2 separate regions of the Zea mays genome follow, and region 1 is linked to region 2. A link is a contact called in public Hi-C data. All regions are on one chromosome and are shown on one strand. Each heading gives the region's core, a stretch centred on a gene start, on an enhancer-like site or on the middle of the called end of the contact. The rest is flanking DNA. Distances are from core to core; before and after follow the strand shown. Region 1 holds the start of LOC100281993. Region 2 holds the start of LOC103651308 (L-type lectin-domain containing receptor kinase SIT2).

The links. A called contact is a pair of places that touch in the nucleus more often than the background predicts.
Region 1: a Hi-C map of leaf shows a contact between it and region 2, with 2.1 times the contacts expected there. The contact joins the promoter of LOC100281993 here to the promoter of LOC103651308 in region 2. A contact is called at or near these places in 3 of 25 Hi-C or Micro-C datasets (ear and leaf).

What each region holds. Positions count from the first base shown.
Region 1 is chr3:212,215,100-212,217,799 of Zm-B73-REFERENCE-NAM-5.0, reverse strand. It overlaps LOC100281993, which reads right to left and starts at 1,332. Exons shown (of 5, transcript NM_001154908.2): 1 at 721-1,332; 2 at 125-298. The coding sequence starts at 1,182.
Region 2 is chr3:212,067,250-212,069,949 of Zm-B73-REFERENCE-NAM-5.0, reverse strand. It overlaps LOC103651308 (L-type lectin-domain containing receptor kinase SIT2), which reads left to right and starts at 1,281. Exons shown (of 1, transcript XM_008676930.2): 1 at 1,281-2,700. The coding sequence starts at 1,513.

The DNA of each region.
Region 1 (2,700 bases), core at 83-2,582, 150 kb before region 2:
GCCCTACACACCAACAGCTGGAGTCCGCAGGCCATGGATCGATGCGGTTGATGTGTGTAAGCAAGCGAGATGGCGAAGAGCAACCGTCTGTCTCTTTGCAATGCAATGCAATGGTATGCCGTACCTCTTCCTCGAGTCCTCCGGGGGAGTGGCGCCACCCGCGCATCCGGCGGAGGCGGCCGGAGGGGATGAGATCGGCGCCGAATAAGGGGGCATCGAGGTGCGGCGGCGGCGGCGAGTCCATGAAGGACGAGGATATCTGCTCCTGCACGGTCACCCTCCGGGACAAGCACGGCCTCTGTTCAGGTGAGAGAGAGCTCATCAATACAGCAGAACATGGCAAAGATTCCACTTGCGTAACATTATAGAATATTAAAATAAAGGAGTTCACGCGGCCAGAGAACAACGAACAGCCAATCGCATTGATCTTTGAACAATATTGACGACCGTCCGTAACCACGGTTGTTAGGATTAATTAGGAGATTGATGGCATTAATCAAATTTTGAAGGGGACCAGAAATGCTGTGAACCTGACACAAAGCACGCAAGATGGCAGAAGGGAAAAATATATAATTATTTGTTTAAAAAATAGAACGATCGCCAGCCAGAGTGAACGAACGAATCAGCCAGAGTGAAATCCTTTCAAAACGAACGAAATCTGAGCACGAACAGATCGAAAGCAAGTGGCAGGCAGCAGAAGCGAGGAAGCCGTGGACAGACCTCTCTGTGGGACCTGTCCCCCTCGGCGCCGCGGCCGCCCCTCCCCACCATCTGGTGGCGCGCCACCACGCAGTTCACGGAGGACGCCTCCGCCGCGAAGGGTATGCCGGGTGCGCACCACACGTCGGCGCCGATCCCACCGGTGACGAAGCCTCCTCCTCCGCCCCCGCCACGCTCCTTCCTCCTGTCCCTCCCCCTCCTGCGCCGCCGACCTTGCCAGTCCGCCGACGACCGCACGGCCGCCGCCGCCGCGGCCTCCCCGGGCGCGTACGCCTGCGACGCGGACGCCGACGTGCAGCCCAGGCCGCGCAGCGCCGCCGTGGCGAACCCCTTCCGCCTCCCCTCCTCAGGCGCCGGCGCCGGCGGCGGAGGCGAGGACGAGGAGGCCTCGCCGCGGGGATGCAGCAGGAGGCGCCGGATCCCCCGCCGGCGCTCTACCGTGGGCGAGCGGTCCCCTGACATGTCGCGCAGGGGGAGGGGCGTGCCTAGGCGTAGGCGAGGCCTCGGCTCCCCTTCCCTGGCTTGCTCGTTGGGCCCGGAGGCGGTGAGGGGGCGTCAGTAATGGTGGCAGTATGGCGGAATCGACGCCCGGAGGGCTCTCTCTGTCTTCGTGTGCGTGGGGTGGGGTGGAAGACCAGGGTGAAGTAGGGTCGTCCAGTGGAGTCGCAGCCCGAGGCAGGCAGGCAGGCAACGAGATGGATGGAGAGGTGGTAAATTCTTGTCCCGGATTTGGTGCGGCGCTGGATTTGAGGCGATGGGAACATGTTCTGCACTTTAAAAAATCCGAGCTCACAGGTAAAATGCTTTAAAAATGAAGTGGCTGTGTATGTATGCGGACTTGCGGAGTACTGTACGAGCACCAGCTGTATATCTGTATTTTTACTAGCAGGAGTAAGTACAGTCCTTTGAAACCCGATAACGTCCGCTCAGTACTACTACACTACACATGCGAGCGAGAATCCGAGCAATCGGGCTCTGCATTTATCACGCAGCAGCGAGACGGTCACGGTACTCCACGTCCACAAGCATCTAAAGGACCATGTGTGCCCATTCATGGTTCCGTGTGGGGTTGGTGAATCTGAATGAGAGTGAGGGAGAGCGAGGAGGGCGAGGGCCAGTACACTAGTACAGTGGTAACGATCGATCTCTGCCTCTTTTGGCTCGGTGACGACGCACTGTGCTGTGCTGTCAGCACACCGGCACCGGCACCGGGGTTTTGAGTATCCTGCATCCCAAGTCCAAAATATGGGCGGCAGCGGCACCGGTCGCAACAAGCCGCTCCGCACAATCGTCCTCCGCCTTGGATCCTGCCATGCTGCCAGCATAGTAAAGGACATGCATGCAGCATTAACAGTGTGAACTGCTCTGCTCCCCTCCCAGTCAGTCAAAGGGAACAAACAAATGCTCAGCTGGCAAGTTGCTCCTTTTTCGTCCCCGTCTCTCCTCTGTTTTTTTATAGGAGTATGCAATTATACTACTATTGCATGCCGAGACAAGACGAGGTCCCCGTTAACAGGAGAATCTGTACGTTTCCTACCCGAAACAAATCTCCGGTCTGCAAATCTGATGAGTCATCCATCCATCCTTCTGCGTCCTGTTCTATTCAGCGGCGCGCCAGCCATGGCCATGCTCATCACCATTCGGACATGGGACGACGAAAGTCCAACGGCGGAGCGCCCTTCTCCAGGTGAAATATATTCTTTTGCTTTTTGCTGTCGCTAGCGGACGCGCACGCTACAGACGAGTCGACGCCTCGACGGACGCTTTTGGCAGGGAGCCAGGCAGGCACCCCATGCCAGTGCCAGAGCCATATGCTGGCAGATGCAGCGCGAGAGAGATGCCCAAGTCCAACCGGTCAGCCCCGGTGCATGCAGAAAGCACGGATGCAGCATTGCAGCTGCGCTGTTGGCCGTGGGCATGCATAGGGGGGAGAGGGAGAGGGAAAGGAGACGGACAACATTTTGTTGGTCCAGACCTAGG
Region 2 (2,700 bases), core at 32-2,531:
TATCCGAATATTGGTTTAGATGCTTTTTCATTTTTTTTGCTGTAGTGAGAAAATAACGTACACAAAAATTTATACAAAATTTTATTCTTATACTTCATAATATGCTTACTAACTTGACTAAAAATTAGCTTCAAATTATATATATATATATATATATCTATATTAAAATATTATATTTGTCATATAAGTAGTATGTTTTAAAAACATCCCTAAGCTGCAGGTAGGGAGTGGCATCTTTTTTATGTACTAACTTGATTAAAAGTTAGCTTCAAATCTCGTATATATATATATATATATATATCCATATTAAAATATTATATTTGTTATATAAGTCAGATGTTTTAAAAATATCTCTAAGCTGCAGGTAGGAGTAGCATCTTTTTTATGTACTTTCCCCTTCATCTCGAAAAAGACGTTGTTTTATGAATAAATTTAGACAAATGTTTATCCAAATTTGTTCCACAATAATGGTAATTTTGAAATGGATTATTCTTTCTAACCAGCAGTACCATACGAGTTTATCCCCAATCACCGGTCGGTCAGTCGTCTGCTCGTCTTAGGGATTTTGGGGGTGTATACAACCACGAATCAGGTACGTAAACTACTAACCGGGACGACTTGACGAATGGTGAGCGATAGGCATCTCTAGCAGGCCGTGTAAAAAGTCGTCAAAAATACTGTTTTGCATTATACTGTTTAAAATAGGGAATGAGATATGGATTCTACTAAAGATAGTCTTTGCATAAGAAAGCCTGGGAATTCTAGCCAGTCATGTTCCTTCACTTTGGGTCCTGCATTTCTACTCACATCACAATCACATGCCCTTGTTGACACGACCATGTTGTCAACCTTTCACTCTTTCGGGCGTCACCATGATAGCCCTTGTGCAGCCAATTGCACCGCAGCAGAGAATGAGAATGATTGGGCGCTCGCAAGGACATGTGGGGCCCACGAAATTAATTAGAAAGTGAAAGTCAAAAGTCAAGTCAAACCAAGGAGGCAAGGACGGTCCTTTATAAATTGCTAACTCAGCCCTTAGCAGCCATGGAGAGCGGGTATGGGAACATGGAGATACTCTTTCGGTTCCTAAACAAGAGCATCTCGCTTATTGAAGAATTAAACTTTTTAAATTTAAATAAATACGTTTAAAAAATTAATATTTATAATGTGTGATCCATGTTATTAGATTGGTTGTAGAATATGTTTTTATACTAAACTTATTTGAAGATATAAATATCACTATGTTTTGTATATAGTTAGTTAGATTTTAAAAAGTTCAATTTGTTGGTGATTGAGATGTGTGCTTATTTTAGGATCGAGAACGTACTTTGTATAACCTAACTTTAAGATTACATGAACCTGAATTTGTTTGGAATAGGAACGCGATTGTTCGCGTAAAGAGAAACCCCCACGTTCTGGCGGCTTAAGGCTCGGCAAACCATAGTACTAGTAGCTTCCCCGTTGCTCATTGTGCTCAGTGGCATCTCGATTTCAGAGAGCGCTTCGAACACGATGATCGTGCCGCCCAGCTCTGCTCTATGTCTGTCCGTTCTGTTTCTCCTCGCGGTTTCATGCTCGGCCGACGATGTCGACTTCATCTACCAAGGGTTCCAGCACGCGAACCTGACCCTGGACGGCTCCGCGTCGGTGCTGCACGGAGGCGCGCTCCAGCTCACCAACGACAGCAACCGCCTCGTAGGCCACGCGTTCCACGGCTCTCCCGTGCGCTTCCTCGAGGTCGGCGGTGGCGGGAGGCCGCCGTCGTCGTTCAGCACGGCCTTCGTCCTCGACATCGTCACCGTCGGGAGCGGCGGCGGCCACGGCCTGGCCTTCGTGGTGGCCCCGTCCACCGTGCTTCCCGGGGCGTCCCCCGAGGTCTACCTCGGCGTCCTCGGTCCGACCACCAACGGCAACCCCGCCAACCATGTCCTCGCCGTGGAGTTCGACACCGTGTTGGACCTGGAGCTGAACGACACCAACGGCAACCACGTCGGCGTCGACGTCAACAGCCTCGTCTCCAACGTGTCGGAGCCTGTCGCGTACTACGCCGGCGGAAACGCCAAGGTGCCCGTGATGCTGGAGAGTGCGCAGCCAATCCAGGCGTGGATAGACTACGACGGCGACAGCGGCGTCCTCAACGTGACCGTGGCCCCTGTGTACGTGGCAGACCGACCTCTTCGGCCGCTGATTTCAACAAAACTCGACCTGCGACCGATCTTGAGGGAGGAGATGTATGTCGGTTTCTCCTCGGCCACCGGGAAGCTGGCGAGCTCGCACTACATCTTGGCGTGGAGCTTCCGGACCAATGGGCTCGCGCGATCCATCAATCTCCGGCGGCTGCCCAAAGTTCCGAAGCCGCGCGCAGCGCTTTCCAAGCTCGTAATCATCAAGCTCGCCGCCGTGGCATGCGCGGGGACACTCACTCTGATCGCCGCGGCCATGGCCATCCTGTTCTGGCTTCGAAAGAGGGCAAAGCTCGCTGACACACTGGAGGACTGGGAGCTGAAGCACCCTCACAGGTTCGCGTACAAGGACCTCTACAAGGCCACCAAGGGGTTCAAGGCAAGCGAGCTTCTTGGCGCGGGCGGCTTTGGCCAGGTGTACAAAGGAGTGCTCCGGCCGCGCTGCGGCCGCGACGAGGTGGCCATCAAGCGGATGTCCGCCGGCACGACGCAAGGGATGAAGGAGTTCGTCGCCGAG